2 separate regions of the Rattus norvegicus genome follow, and region 2 is linked to region 1. The links are chromatin contacts, called in public Hi-C maps. All regions are on one chromosome and are shown on one strand. The core of a region is the stretch at or near the end of the contact, and the rest is flanking DNA. Distances in the headings are between cores, read along the strand shown. Region 1 overlaps Nacc2 (NACC family member 2). Region 2 holds the start of Nacc2 (NACC family member 2).

Region 1 (2,806 bases), core at 212-2,711:
ACAGGCCACTATCTAGCAGGTTGTGCTGAGCCAACCCAGACAGAGCCAACCAAACCACAGAGCCTGCAGTGGGTAAAGACATGGTACCCAGAGGAAAGAGAGCCACACGAGGCATCCTTAACCTTTCAACCTTTAAGTTCCTGAGCCAGGAACTGCTGATGATCCAGGCCTGGCTGGTGTTGGGCAGGAGTCGGGGGCACAGTGCTCTGTGGAAGATCAGGCATGTGAGGGGCCCCCCTTGCCTGGGTACACAAGCAGTATCTCCCACACCCTGCCTTCCTGCCATCAGTTACCGAGGCCTCCCCTGCAGGCTGCCTGCTCTTCATCGCTGTAAATCCGTGGACCCAAGACCGCTGTGTTCAGGTGGCGTCCTTTACGGGAATGACCGTTAGTGCCACGCTGAGGCCTGCAGAGGTGGACCATGTTCGTTTTTCCTGGTCTCCCACTTGGAGCCTCCGTGACACCGGTTTCCCAGGTGGCTCCCAGTGTGAATTCACCAACACCACAAGGATGCCAGGTTCCACCTTTATCAGCACACAGCCTCATGGCTTCAAAGAACGGGATAGGATTCCATTGTGGTTTCAATGTGCATTTCCTGATGGAATGTTAAGCCAGCGCTTTCCCAGTGCAGGTTCTCTTCCATAAATCCTTCTACATGGGGCATGGTTCTGTTTTTAAATGTTTATTTATCCATGTGTGTGGGTGTACATTGGCACACCAGAGGGGATATTGGAATTCATGGGATTATGGTTAGAGCTGTGTGTTATGGTGATAGCCAGTTGTGAACCACCATGTGGGTGCTAGGGACTGAACTCAGGACCTCAGGAAGAACAGCCAGTGCTTTAATCCCTGCGCCATCTCTCCAGGGTTTGTGTTGTTCTCCCTGTGTAGCTCTGGCTGTCCTGGAACCTGTACTCTGTAGACTGTGCGGGCCTTGAACTCAGAAATCCACCTGCCTCTGCCTACTCACACGGCTGTTTGTTTTTGTTTCGAAGTGTTGAAATTTTCTTTCTTCCCTCCTGTCTGTAGCCACCCTGCTTCTTCACACAGGATTTGGTTTTGTTTCGTTTTTTGTTTCCATTCTGCAAACCTCACGTTTCTGCTTCTTTTAAGGATTTGTACAGACTGAGAGCTGCCCTGGCTTGGTTTGGGGTGGCTGTGAGAGGCCTGGGCCTGCTCTGCTGACTGGTTGACTGGCGTGGTCTGTGGGGCTCTGTGATGAGCTGCCTGTCTGACTGCCCCGTGCTCTTGATGACTCAGCTGTATAGGTACAGGGAGTCTTCTGAGGTGTGAGTCAGCCGTTTTCTCTAACCCCGGGCTCCTTTACTCCACTCATAGTTAAGACTAAGGTTTGTTTTCCGATTCTGAATTTCGAGGGGGTGGTGTGTGCATCTAGTCTGCGCAGTAGCTCTGACCTGAGTGGCTCTGCCCACTGGCAGCCGTCTGCATTGGCCTGGTTTCCTGATGGGGTTCCAGCAGTGGGGTTGTCATGCTGCTTCTGAAAGGGAATCCAAGGGCGTTTGTGGATGGGGTAGGAGAGGCTGGGGAGAGGGAAGCTCCTGCTGGTACCCTCCCCAGGGCAGATCCTGTGGGGAGAAAACAGTCAATGGGATCCATCCGCCTTCCATGCCGCCTACTTTCCTCTGCCGCCTTCTGGTGCTGGCAAAGGCACCCAGGGCCTTATCCCAGCTAAACATGCTCCACCACTAAACTACACCCAAAGTACTTTCTTTGCTGCTGCTCCTTTCCTTTTTCACACACGGGACCTCATGAAGTTGACCCTTAATTTGCTATGTAGCTGAGGATGACCTTGAGTTCCTGATGGTCCTGTCTCTGCCAAGTGTCAGGATCACAAGCTCGAGCCACCATGTCCAGCCACTGCCTCCTCCTTTTCAATGTGCTTATAGTACCCTGTGATAATTTGCAGTCATTTTCAGTGGCATCTTTATACTGTTCAGCCATTGCTCTTATCCACAGAACTCTTCCCAAACTGACAGCTTCCCTACACAACATCCACATTTTCTTCTTGATTCTATGGGGTTTGATAACTGACTTAGCCGCCTTCCTGGGTGGCCACGTTAAGGGTCCTGGAATGCTACCCACAGTATCATGTGACCACAGGTATCCAGTTTGCTTCCGTGGTGTAACCCAAGGGAGATAGGTCACCGATCCTGGAGACGCCTGAGTGTCTAGGGACACCTATAGCAGAGCTTTCTGCCAAGACTAGGAAGTGACTCCACTTCAGCCAGTGGTCAGTCAGCTTTTCATAGCTAACCATGTCTCTCGTGCCCTCGCCCTACCGTGCTCGGTCCTAGAAACCAGAGCCTTGTCACCTGGCCTGGGAAATGTGGAAGTGACATTGATACCACTGGGACCAGTCCTGAATGATGGGAGACTTAAGTCTCCTGGTACTGAGACGGGGACACAGGAAACCTCATGTGATCACAGGATCTCCCCTCAGCTCACAGTCCTCTTGGGGGAGGGGGATGGCACAGGGATGACTAGACAAGACTTCCAGCACACCCTGATACTATCAGAACCCACTGAGGTCTGTGTGTGTGTGTGTGTGTGTGTGTGTGTGTGTGTGAGAGAGAGAGAGAGAGAGAGAGAGAGAGAGAGAAAGAGAGAGAGGGAGAGAGAGAGAGAGAGACCGAGACAAAGAGAGAGAGAGAGACAGAGACAGAGAGAGACAGAGACAGAGAGAGACAGAGACAGAGAGAGAGAGACAGAGAGAATGTGTGAATGTCCAGTCTCCTCTGGGAGTAATTCTCTAGAGTCGGATATAACACCACCCTGTAGCCTAGGT
Region 2 (2,700 bases), core at 55-2,554, 54 kb before region 1:
GTAGGTAGCAGGAAAGCATCATCGCTGGTGCTTCCTGCCGGCTTGCTTAGCCAAGTTACTTCTAGCTCAGCCACGTGTGGTAGAGGGTCTCCAGCATGTAGACTCTTGCTCCTTTTCCTCAGTTTCCCTGAATATAGCAGACAGCCATCAATAGGCTGACAGTGTGGGGGTCGGGGTTTGGACCTGGGACCAAATTTAGATTTAAGTGGGGTTCTGGGGAAAGTTATAAGGTTCCATATACTTTTTCCTGGTGGGCTGAGCTACTGTGTGTGTGTGTGTGTGTGTGTGTGTGTGTGTGTCTTTGTGAGTGTGTGTGTGTGTCTGTGTGGTCAGGGTAGGGTTTGGGGTGTAGGAAGTGTTTTCTAGAAGCAGAGCTGAAGCCAAGTTTAGGCTACGAGTCAGTTATGACCACAAAGCATGGACAAAGATTGAAGCCAGGGTCTGAGATGCTCTGCCAAGCAAATGCCTAATAATGACCTTAGCCAGCAGTTAAGGTCTTGGGAGGGATGGGCCAACTTTTATTCACTTAATGCCCTTCCTCCCTAGTGACCTTGCTCATGACCTCTTTCCTGCTGCCATTCTTTCTGCAAGCACCCTTGTGTGAGCATAAGGTCAAAATGGCTGCGACCCTTGCAAGGTGCTAGTGCCTGAGCACTCACAAGGACTCAGGCTGGGAGGGCAATCAAGGGGGCTCCTGGTTACTTTGAGGTTGAGGTGCGTGGCCGGTTTTATTTCTAAGCACTTGACTTAAAACCAGATCTCTGTCCATGAGAACGTGGCCTCGAGCAAACAGAGAGCACAGTTGACCATGTCTGGAGACACTGACACGCCTGAAGCCTGAATCCCACTGGGCCTGAAGTACTGCCAGAGCCTCCTCTACATGGCTGTAAGTCGGTGGGCAGCAGGCACCAGGGCCCGGTGGTACTTATTCCAAGGCTGCTCAGTCACGCAATTTCCCATCCAAGGCCGGTGGGTGCAAATGCGGCCACGGGAAATTAAAAGGTTGAGGCTCGGTGCCCCAGGTCCTATTCCTGTTCGGCCACTGATCCCATCCCCTTCGGTGCCCGGTGCAGTCTCGGACGCTAAGCGACCTGAAGGCACGGCGCAGCAACTCTCCAGATCTCCCACCCGACCCTTCTTGGATTCCCACTCCCGCGCCCACCTGGCGACGAGTGCGCGCGCGCGCGGTCGGCGCTCTGTCCCTTTAAACAGCCCGCGGGCGCCTCCCCCGCGCCCCGCCCCCGCCGCGGTGCGGCCGCCGGTGCTGGGCGAGGTCGGAGAAAGTCCGCGGGCGCCGGAGCTCGGGGACGCCGGAGCACTTCCTGCCGCGGGCGGCGCCGCAGCTGCCCAGGCCGGACTGGGCCGGGTGCCCGCAGGTACGGCCAACTTGGCGCGCGTCGCGCCGTTTCCGCCGCGGGCCAGTCGTCCCGCCCGCACTTCCCGCAAACTCCGCGGCGCGGCCGCCCAACTTGCGCACCCGCCGCCTGCCGCAGTGCCCGCCGCGCGCCCGGGGTGCGGCCGAGTGGGGCGCGGGCCGCGCTGAAGCTGCGCGCTGGCCCCAGGGCGGAGAGGCCGGCTCGCCGAGGTGTCCCGGCCCAAAGCCGGGCCCGAGCTCGGCGAAAGCTGGCACTCCGGGCGCGCTAGCGCCTTCCTTTCCCGTTGGGGTCGTCTGGCCACGGGAGACCCCGGTTCGTCCCGCACAGGAGGGGAAGCCCCGATGACACTGGCCTCTGGCCAGGGCGCAGGGGACACACCCCTCCTGGCCGGCCAGGTCAGAGGCAGCGCGTCTGCGCATCAGATTCGGCCCGCGACCGTCTTCCCTAGCTAGGTGGGCCGTTTGGTGCCAGTGGTCGTCACTGCCTCCCTTTCTCCGGTGCCAACTCCAACTTTGAGAGACACTGGGTTTCGCTGCAGTGGGAGGGGGCTCTTGGCTTGTCCCTTTTTCTACATCTCAAAGTTGTTCATGTCTCCGGACTCTTCTCCAAGAAAACTCAAGGGTGTGTGGGCTGAGGGAGGTGAGATTGGCAGTCTTCACGGTTTTTTCGCTCGAGGCTGGGACTCGGTTCCCGCTTCTCTTGTGCATATGTTACAGGAGCCTTTGGGGTCGCCTCAGCCCTGCATTTCATGGGCAGATCTGTTCCGCGCTGCTTATTGCTGATCTCCTCCTGGTGCTTCTTGAACCCTAGGGTTTGTGCCCCCCCCCCCCCATTTTGCTCCCGGGAGCTGACCTCACCGGCACACCCACTGTGCCCTACTCCCTCTCCTTGGAGATTCTGGATGGAGGTGTTTGTTGGGCCCTATATTAGCTTTCAGGTGTAGCTCTGAGGAGTGTTGCGGCTGAGTCCGTCTAAGGTGGAGGGGGCTGGGCCATGATCCTGGCTGGCCTGGCTGGGTTCTTGGTCCAGTAAAGCCCTTCCTTCTAAGCAATTCATGTGCATATTCGTGTGTGCGCGTTCATGTTCTGGTCCTCCCTGGTGCAGCCCTCTGGTCCTGCTCTTCTGCCTCTGGTTTCCTTTTCTGTCCTAGTCTAGAAATTCTTGACTGCTACTCCCTTTTGTTTCTGTCTTGATGAAGGGTGAGAGCAGGATGTTCCATGGTGCCCTGCACACTGTGGTCTTTAAAGACGATGTCCTGGGAGGGTTAGCTGTGACTTTTCATTGCACAGTTGAGGGGACAAAGCGCGTTCAGCTACGGGGTGGA

What was found. Hi-C and Micro-C count contacts between places; a contact is called where the count stands out from the background.
Region 2: a contact with region 1 is called in a Hi-C map of psoas muscle, with 2.6 times the contacts expected there. The contact joins the promoter of Nacc2 here to the enhancer-like site in region 1. A contact is called at or near these places in 2 of 12 Hi-C or Micro-C datasets (liver and psoas muscle) and 1 of 1 datasets of contacts at active chromatin or transcription factors (oligodendrocytes).

What each region holds. Positions count from the first base shown.
Region 1 is chr3:29,289,591-29,292,396 of GRCr8, reverse strand. The region is part of intron 2 of Nacc2 (NACC family member 2); the gene reads left to right. Among named protein-coding and RNA genes, the nearest start is that of Ubac1, 45 kb to the right of the region's middle. Within about 2 kb of position 1,461, at least 29 of the 93 cell types and tissues checked have an H3K27ac peak or open chromatin away from gene starts, as enhancers often do.
Region 2 is chr3:29,343,378-29,346,077 of GRCr8, reverse strand. It overlaps Nacc2 (NACC family member 2), which reads left to right and starts at 1,304. Exons shown (of 6, transcript NM_001100533.1): 1 at 1,304-1,376. LOC103691752 (a long non-coding RNA gene) reads right to left here and starts at 1,291. Exons shown (of 4, transcript XR_001837060.2): 1 at 1,163-1,291.